Regions from separate parts of the Mus musculus genome. Here region 2 is linked to region 1. Evidence: chromatin contacts called from public HiChIP or PLAC-seq data. All regions are on one chromosome and are shown on one strand. The core of a region is the stretch at or near the end of the contact, and the rest is flanking DNA. Distances in the headings are between cores, read along the strand shown.

Region 1 (4,750 bases), core at 1,650-4,149:
CCAGAAGACGGCATCTGACCCTCTAGAATTGGAATTCACAGGCTTTTGTGAGCTGCCAGACTTGGGTGCTGGGAATCGAACAGAGCTTCTGGAACAGCAGCACTTTGACCCCAGTGTCTTGCCAACCTTGGAAGCCGCTTTTACTTTGTCAAGAATAGTCACTGAATATGTTTAAATGACTATCCCCCCCCCTTTTTTTCCATTGCCATTTTGCCTGCATGTATGTCTTTGTGAGGGTGCCAGCCCCTCTGAAATTGGACTCACCAACAGTTGTGAGCTGCCACATGGCTGCTGGGGATTGAACCTGGCTCCTCTAGAAGAACAATCACTGCTCTTAACCCCTGAGCTTTTTCTCCAGACCACTAAATCAATTACTCTTAAAAACAACTAATTACTAAGCCAGTGCGTGGATACAAACATTTGAGATCTAAGAGTCCCTTACCTGTTGGACAAACTTCTGATCAATGTATCGCTTTGCAATGCTGGGCTGGAAATCAGGACTCTCCAAGAATCTCAAGAAGAATTCATACACCAACTGTGCGAGAAGGTAAGTAAAAGCAAAATGCTGTTGATAATATTCTGAATTACAGTTCCAGAAAAACAAACAAACAAAAAAACCAACCACCTTTCTTACTAGCGTGAGTTGGTAACTGTTTCTAAAAACAAAGTTTTAAGGAACCTTTATTTTTACAGTTTAGCTTTTCTCCTGATTGGCTTTTTATCAAATTGACACAAGCTACAATTATCTGGGAAGAGGAAGTCAACTGATAAAAATGTCTCCATCAGATAGCCTGTAGCAATTCTTTGGGGCATGTTCTTGATTAATCTGATCTGGATAGTACCATCTCTGGGCACGTGGTTCCGAGGTGTGTAAGAAAATAAACCGAGCAAGCCAGTAAGCAGTGTTTCTGTGTGGCATTGGCGTCAGTCCCAGTCTCTGGTCCTTAAGTCCTTCCTTGACAGGTGCCCTCTTCTCCTAGACTGTTCTTGGTCATGGCGTTCATCACTAAGCAGTCTCCTGAGCCACAGTCGGTGAGGGTTGTATTTCTGCACCACTCATTGAATGATCGTAATTTATGAGTGCTAGAACCAATTGAAGTTCCCAAGGTATCAAGTTAATGTCCCCCCATCCCCTAGAGTCCCTTAAGCACAGGCTCAGAATAAGAGCGGGCAGTGTGGTCATACCAGTTATAAAAATCAAGTCTTCCTATTAAACTAGGGTAGAGGGTCTAGTAAGGTGGTTCAAGAAGGTAACAGAACTTGCCGCTAACCACTGACCTGAGTACAATTCCCAGGACCCAACTTAGTGGAAAGTAAAAAAAAAAAAAAAAAAAAAAAAAAAAAAAAAAAAAAAAGACTTCCATGGGTTGTCTGTCTGACCTACACATGTGTATACACACACACACACACATAAAAGCAGAACATGAAAATTGAAATGGAAAGCAGTACACCTGGAGAGTAACAAACAACACTGTAGAAGCACAGGCCTGAGAAGGAACTGTACACCACAACAAACAAACCAGATACATGGGTGAGTCTTGTACCAAGAAGTCCCACGCAGCCTGTGTGACAGCACAGTGCACCTTATCACGGCAAGTCAGAACTAAAATAATCAAGGAGAAAGCATGGCTAGTCTTTTAAAATTGTAGTCAGGCCGTGGTGGTGCACACCTTTAATCCCAGCATTCAGAATGCAGAACTCTAAAGGTTCAAGGCCAGCCTGGTCTGCAGAATGAGTTCCAGCACAGCCAGTGGGGTTATACACAGAAACACTTGGGGGAAAAAAAACAAACAACCTAATAGCTATGAAAAGTAAGAAACTGGCCTCAAGGTACAACTTAATTTATAAGCAAACATATCAATTAAGCATCCTAAAAATACAAGAGAGTTAGATCCCAAAGTACAAGGTCACTTAAACATCTGGGGGTCTAGGGAGATAGCTCAATGGGTGAATCTCTTGCCTCACAAGTGTGAGGACTGGAATCTGGATCCTTAGCACCTGTATGAAAAGCCGGACAAGGTATGGATGTGTAGGGGCAGCTCAGCAGCTAGAAGCACCAAAGCTCAGTCTCCAACGCCCACAGTAGGCAACTCACAAGGGCCTGTTAACTCCGGTTTCAGGAACTCTGATGCCCTTTTCTGGTCTTTGTGGGCACCTGCGCACACATACAAAAATACTTTCTTTTTTTTTTTAAATCTAAGCAGGTATGGTGGTCCACTTGTAATCCCAGCACTTTGGAGGCAAAGGCAGGTGGAGCTCTGTGAGTTCAAAGCCTGATCTACATAGTGAGTTCCAGGCCAACTAGGGCTACAAAGTTTAAATGTACCTTACCCACCTGGGCACAGGGAACAAAGTTTGATTGAGAGATACAAAATTTTTAATGTTAATTGTGCATTAAGAACATAATAAAAATAATTTTGCTTTGGGGCACAAACAGGCCCCAGCGTGAGCCTGGAGTGCTCTGTAGAGTTAAACTGTAGCTGTGCTGATAGCACAACTAAGGCCTTCTATCACATAACTTTTCAGAGAACCAGCGAACCCCTTGGGAGACTTACATGACATCAAGCACAAGCCCCAGATCCCTAAAGCAGTATGTGGATGAGTGCTATGCTGTTCATAAGCTGTACACGGTTTGTTTGTTTGTTTGTTTATTTGTTTGTTTGTTTTTTCGAGACTCTCTGTGTAGCCCTGTCTGCCCTGGAACTCACTCTGTAGACCAGGCTGGCCCTGAACTCAGAATTCCACCTGCCTCTGCCTCCCAAGAGCTGGGATTAACGGCGTGTGCCACCACTGCCCAGCGGTTTATTTTTTAAAATTGTATTATTTTACGTGTGGGTGTGGGTGTTTTGCCTGCACCTGTCTGTGCACCATGTACATGTAATACCTAAGGAGGCCAGAAGAGGGAGTCATATCTCCTTGGAACTGGAGCTGTGATGCTGGTTGCTGGGACTCACACCTGGGTCCTCTGTAAAAGCTGTCAGTGTCAACTCTTAACTGCTGAGCCATCTCTTCAGATGCCTAATTTTTAAAATAATTTTCATCTACATAATTTCCCCAACAACAATGCACATGAAATGACTAGTCTAGATGCAAATACCTGCGGTCAGGAGCCAACTCAGCAGCACTGAGGAGAGGTCAAAGGCTACTTATTTAACACATGCTGCCTGAGTATTATAAACAGACGGAAGAAACCCACAGAGCTGAGAGTCTTCATCACAGTGAGACAGACCATCTCCTAGGAATGAAGCTCGTTCCCAGAGCCACTCCACTCCCTCTTCCTACATTATTTCTTCCTGAACCTATCACATCTGACTAAGAATGTTCATTTCTGGGCATGAACCGTAAAACATGCAGGCATTAGAGTCTTAGCGGGGTTGCTTTGTGGTACTTTTTTTTACTCCCAATGTCAGAAACACACAATGGAGGCTTGAGTATTTAATAGCTATATGAAATCACAGTTTTGCCAGGCAGTGGTGGCTCACGCCTTTGATCTCAGCACTTGGGAGGCAGAGGCAGGTGGGTTCTGAGTTCGAGGCCAGCCTGGTCTACAGAGTGAGTTCCAGGACAGCTAGGGCTACACAGAGAAACCGTCTCGAAAAACAAAACAAAACAAACAAAAAATCACAGTTTATAAGACTGTTTCTGAGCATTTACTGAAGTTTCTCTATATCCATATGAAGAATTATAATTTGCCTTTAAGAATCTTAGAACAAAAACAAAAATCTTAGAACACACACCAACAGCTTCAGCATTAATGCAATGGCAGACTTTACATGTGCTGTTACAAGTTTGGCTTGCCAATTGTATACAACAGAGCGCACCCTACACCCCAAAGACAAGAGATACATAGAAGCTGCACTACTCAGTCTTTTGAAACAGTGTCTCATGTAGCCCAGGCTGGTCTTGAACACAAAATTAAAATATAACTGATAATGAGTGTGAACTTTGGAGGCTCTGTGTCACCTTCCTGATGCTGGGGTGTAGGGTACCTCATACAGGGTACAACTCTAACAACGGATCTAGGGCATGTAGTCTACCACGGCATGTACTCTACCAAGCACATACACCACACGCAGCCTCCATTGTGCTACTCAGTTCTGAAAATGCCTTTCCTAAGGTAATCCAATACAGGGCCACCAGAAAACAGGACGGACACTAAAGAATCTCAAAATAAACCTATATAAGCTAGCGAAACTGGAGCCATCTGACCCAGAGAAGACAAGACTGAGTGGCAGTTTTAATGAGTATAGGTATACAAAAGGCCCTTTCCAAGGAATACAGTGACCACGTGCTTTCCAAAGTCTGTTAATAGGAAAGTGATGTGAAGGAATTTTAAACAATTTGTTCCATGAAAGAATTCATAAAGGAGAGCATCTATATATTATACCACATAGTTTATACTACATGTTTAGAACACTGCCTGGGCACAATGAGCAGCAATAGAAGCCCAATTCTCTATGAATCTCTCTCTCTAAACATCTGAGAAAGCAAGACAGAGATTCTGCAAAATACTGAGCAGTTTAAATATGTCCAGCCTGGATGTCTTCTCTCTGCTCTTCCATCCACTGAACAAAACTTAGACACAGCCATGGCAAACTGGACAGAGAAAAGCCTGTAAGGCCTCGACACCACACAGAACTACGAGCATGAAGCTGGGAGTGGGAAATGGGGTGTCCCTCCCCAGGGACAAGCACACCAACTATACAGTGCTAAACCGTCAGCCCTGAAAACATGCATACAAGTAACATAC
Region 2 (4,948 bases), core at 711-3,210, 160 kb after region 1:
TGGACTGAGGATTAGGGTGAGGGCAGAGGAGGCCCTTGAAGTCTTAGCAGACCTTTTTGTTGGCACAAGGAGGCAGACTTGGCCCTTGTGGAATAAGGAGGCACTCTTTCTAGGCTGCTCTCTGCTCACTGTTCTCCGGAAGGACTGACAGGCAGGACAGGGTGTCACGCCTGCTGCTAGGGTGGAGCATTACCACTCAACCCTGTTTCCCCAAGATTTTGTGATTAAGGGAGGAGATGGGTGGGACGTGGGCTTGGTACTGGGAACGGGCTAGATGGGGGTTTACAGAGGACAGGGTGGAGCTGGGTGGCTCTGGGTAGGACTGCCTGTGGCAGGCAGAGGCAGATCTGGGGAAGGTGTCCCTGCATAACCCAGCCTGTGATCCCGAGGCATGACTAGGCCTCGGAAGGTCTAATAATCCATGGAAGATCTCAGACATCCTCAGCTCAGATCTCAGTGTAGCTGTTTGCTCTCTGTGGCTTTGGCAAAATCACCAAACCAGTTTTGCCCTCTTATAACACAAGTTTAGAAAACTAAGTGAGACATTTGAAATGTAAGTAAAGAAAAATATCTAATAAAAAAAAGAAAAAGAAAACTAAGTGAGATGACTCCCCCACCTCTTGTTTCTCTGGCTCTTGACAGTAGTAGCTGGCACCTTAGAGGAGATCTGTGCCAGGTGGGACCAAGTTGTGGTTGTTCAGGGATGGCTTTCTATACCATAAAACATCCCTAAAGTGATAGTCGATAGCTGTGGGGCCACACAGATGAGCAGAACCCAACCTGGGTTTGTCATGTATTCATCAATACTCTTCTTATTCCTTTCTCATTCTAAAAGAAATTAAAATATTCCTGCAGGCCCCTGAGCTCTACATTTCTGTACCTAACGGCAGCCTGGGCTCTGGAATCAGGCCACAGTCACTCCAAGCTCAGTTTTCCTTCATCTTCCAGTTTTGAGTCTTGTTGCAAGCTAGATGGACTGAAGTGATGATCGATCTCTCTTCCTCTCTCTCTCTCTCTCTCTCTCTCTCTCTCTCTCTCTCTCTCTCACACACACACACACACACACACACACACACACACACACACACACACCACGGAGGTCTTTGTCTCCCAGGGTGTCCACCTGCCACCTGGAGAGGAGAGTGAGTCTGCAGTGGGCGACTGTGGCTGGTTACACTGTATCTTTTCCAGCCTGTATCAGCTACATTTCTTATTTCTTTGACAAAAACATCTAACAAAGGCTGCTCACATTCTTCCCTTTGCATACAATCCACAATTCACTCTGGGAATCTATGCGTTTATTAGAATCATTTACAGAGCATGGGTGACTCCATACTAACCTCTCTGGAAGGTCTGCCCCCAGCATGGACGATGGCTCCTCACCCCCATGAATTTCCTTTCCTTAGGCTTCCCCAGCCTATGCACTTCAGCCCCTCCCTGAGACCCCAAGGCCTGTACAGTTAGGGCAGGACTGGGTACAGTTGGCTGGGGAGAGTTGCTGGATACACTAAAGAAGGTTCCAGGGTTTTCCCTTGTTCTATGAAGGAATGTTAGCAATGCTAGGATGATCTTTGAAGACTCACGAAGATGATGGGTAATTCACTTGGAGGATGGTACCGAACAAACACCACAAAAGCAACTCAAGGAAGGGTCTGATCTGGCTCACAGGTTGAGAAGACAATCCATCATGGCATTTGGAAGGCACAGCTCCAGAAGTGTGAGCATGCTGGTCACATTGTATCCATGACCAAGAAGTTGACATGGAGTTGAGGCTTAGCAAGGTTTCTCCTCTTACTCAGTCCAGGCCCCCAGCACAAAGACTGATGTGTACTTCCACTACATCTGAGGCTCCAACCTCAATTAACCAGGTCTAGAAACTCCTCACAGACAAGCCCAGATGCAAGCCCCCTAAGTGGCTCTAGATCCTGCTGAATTGACAGTTAGATTAACGGTCACAGCACATACAGTATTTCTGTGGTTGTTTTGATGTATTGCAGGATGTAGCTGTCTTCAATGGGGGAGGGGTGGTGTGAACACTTAAATGATAAAATCCCAAAAATTTGTTTGGTTTTTCAAGACAGGGTTTCTCTATAGCCCTGGCTGTCCTGGAACTCACTTTGTAGACCAGGCTGGCCTCGAACTCAGAAATCTACCTGCCTCTGCCTCCCAAGTGCTGGAATTAAAGGCATGTGCCACCACGCCTGGCTGTTTGTTACTTTTTAAATAAAGTATCTACTAGAGGTCAAGAGCTGTTACGGGAACTGGAGATTACAGCGCAATAACTAAAAAGCCGAGGTTCCTGTCCTCAGACAGCTTGCCTTCTGGAGGAGGGAGGCAGACAGGGACTGAACCAATTTCCAACTTCTTAGCATTGCCAAAATCCCCCGTAATCTTTCACCTGGCCCACTGTAGCCTCCCTTTCTGTTCTGGACCCGCCCCTTCCCATCTGTTCCTGTCCAATCACATCACCCCTCCAACACACTCCTCTCGTCTGGGGGCTTCTCTTCTGCTGTATTCAGTGTGAAGGAAGAGGCCTTGGAGACACAATAATAAAAAGAGTGGACTTGGTATTTACTGTTCGAGGTTTAGGTCTGAAGAGGTCACCAGAATTTGGTGATAATAAGGTCATTGAAGATAATGTGCTACTCTGTCAGAATACGTAACTTAAAAACAATTTGTGGAGAAGCGAAATTTATTTTGCTCATGGTGAAGCAGGCCTGATGGAGCGGAGCGGATCCCAACTCGGCAGCCAAGAAGCAGAGAGACAGATAGGTCTGGAGGAAAGATAAGCCTCTCCTCTTCCCCGACTTGTCCTTGGGGCCTCCTTCCCTTCCTCTAGCTAGGCTCCACCTCTGACAGTTTCCAGAACCTCCCAAAATAGCACCACTGTCTGGGGACCGATCCTTCAACAGTGAGTGTGTGGGACACATTTCATATTCAAGTCCTAACAGGTGCTCCCAAGATCTCAGATTGAGGCTGTGGCTAGGACTTTATCTTCCCGTGGAGCAGTCTGTGGACGTGGGCCTCTCCTCAATACCTGGAAGCTCCCTGCAGCTGACCGAACAGTACAGGGAGAGGCCCATCGGCCGGCCTCCTGGGTGTCTTAGTCCCTGGGTGTGGGTCTGAGTGATTTCCACAGTTCTTCACTACAATCGCTGACCATTCCAGGTGTCATTCACAACCAACTGCTTCTGGGACTGGGCTTTGCCCTTCGAAAACTTCCAGGAAGCTAGTGGGATGAAGCAGCCATTCTTCTTTCTGTCTCTGTTCCTACATCTAGTTTTGAGATCACATCAGTAATTGTCTCCTTCTTCAAGACCTGTTCGAAGTCCACTCCTCCCTCACTAAAATTTCTACTGTTTCAAGTATCTCATGTGATGGCATGGCACAGACTTTCGGCCCTAAGCTATGAGACACCATGGCCACCTTAGATCGGGCTTCTGTCCTTTCCAATGAGGAGGGGGAGTGTCTGAGATGCCTCAGTGGGCGCCCTGAGTGCCAAAGAATTTTCCGTTGCCCCCACAGTGACACCAGCCTGCCACCGACTGATGACTGCAGCTAATTACCTCATCTGAGTGGTGATTCCTTTCCTTAAATCCTGGCCTCTTGGCACGTTGAGCAGACTAGCCCATCGAGCAGACAGCAGCTGCAGTGTGAAGTTTCCTGGCATTAATATACTCCCCCTGATGACAGCATCTTCCTGTCAGAAACCAAGACTTTTAAAGCCCCAGAGCCTAAGGTTTGGGGACTGAGAGCCAGATTCCTCAAGCAGGTCACTGGGAAGGGTGGCGCATTGGGCCTCCTGTGGGCTTAGACCGAACCTATTAGGGAGACAATAGCTTACGATGTTTGTTGAGGAATATCTCAACTTTTGCAGGCTGTTAACTCCAAGATGGCGCCTCAGTTGCAACTGAAGATAGCCACTTTGTCACTCGGAGGCCAACAGCTCAGGGTTGCATACAGGCTGTGCTGAGCAAGCCACGGTTTCTTGGCTGAAAAGGGAGGGGTCCCAGTTTAAGGCAAAGTGTGTTTGGTCTCACGGTAGTGGGGAAAGGCTCTGTAAACTTTTCAGAGTCACGATGCTGGTCATGGTTAAAAAGAAGTAAAAAGAAAGAAAAAGCAAATCACAATCCGGATTATCAAGTAAGAACCTGTGTTTTGGTTGGTTGGTTGGTTTTGGCTTGTTGAGACAGGGTTTCTCTTTGTATCCCTTGGCTGTCTTGGAACTCACTGTAGATCAGGCTGGCCTTGAACTCAGAGATCCACCTGCATCTGCATCCTGAGTACTGAGATTAAAGGCCTGCATCACCACTGCCTGGCTAAAATCTGTTAGTTTAAAGCTAAATAATTATTTAGGTATCAGCAATGCCTACTATGAAATGTGCAAGGCTAGGTACACATATGTCATGTGGGGACTGGAGAAAGCACTGAATGAGTCAAATCCTAAGTAAATATGTGTGTTGACAGTTTGTGCAGATATCCACCATAACTTTCTCCCCACAAGATGTTTATGGCCTGAAGACTGCTGCTCCCCTATAGAGATGTCTCCTACCAAGATTGGATTCAGCTATATACCATAAACCCTGCCTCCTACCTATCTGTACATAATAGTCTCAGCTCCTTGTTCAGCAGTAGGCAAAGCCCTGCCTCTCTGTCCACCTGTATATAATAAACAGTGAGCTTCCTGCACAGTCCAGCTTCTCCATCTGAGAGCCCTGTCCACTCTGTCCCAGTTTCTCCTGAATGGATGTCCTTTTTTTGTACCCTTGGTGCTCCAGTTTAATAAGTCCCTGGAATCAGGGCGAGGACTCCGCAGCATCATTTAACAGTAGGGTTATCAAATGTTGGACCTCACATAGGCAAAGTACTAAGTGATGCCTCCTCTACCGGCATCACTTAGTAATGGGAAGTTCTGAAAGATGCTTTGTTGCAGGATTTTCCCTGTCCA

What was found. HiChIP or PLAC-seq counts read pairs in DNA pulled down with a chosen protein or histone mark.
Region 2: an H3K27ac HiChIP or PLAC-seq map of T-cell acute lymphoblastic leukemia shows a contact between it and region 1, with 2.8 times the contacts expected there. The contact joins two enhancer-like sites. A contact is called at or near these places in 1 of 15 datasets of contacts at CTCF or cohesin (large pre-B cells), 16 of 484 Hi-C or Micro-C datasets (CD4 T cells, bone marrow-derived macrophages, differentiating embryonic stem cells and 3 more), 7 of 115 datasets of contacts at active chromatin or transcription factors (the 230-238 cell line, the SCID.adh cell line, T-cell acute lymphoblastic leukemia and 3 more) and 3 of 9 other capture datasets (adipose tissue, liver and pancreatic islet).

The regions. Positions count from the first base shown.
Region 1 is chr1:191,361,807-191,366,556 of GRCm38.p6, forward strand. Ppp2r5a (protein phosphatase 2, regulatory subunit B', alpha) reads right to left here. Exons shown (of 13, transcript NM_144880.4): 4 at 443-535. Among named protein-coding and RNA genes, the nearest start is that of Ppp2r5a, 33 kb to the right of the region's middle. Within about 2 kb of position 2,900, at least 5 of the 459 cell types and tissues checked have an H3K27ac peak or open chromatin away from gene starts, as enhancers often do. A contact at or near this core is called in T-cell acute lymphoblastic leukemia, where this site is marked.
Region 2 is chr1:191,517,976-191,522,923 of GRCm38.p6, forward strand. No RefSeq gene overlaps it. Among named protein-coding and RNA genes, the nearest start is that of Gm32334, 33 kb to the left of the region's middle. Within about 2 kb of position 1,961, at least 38 of the 459 cell types and tissues checked have an H3K27ac peak or open chromatin away from gene starts, as enhancers often do. A contact at or near this core is called in T-cell acute lymphoblastic leukemia, where this site is marked.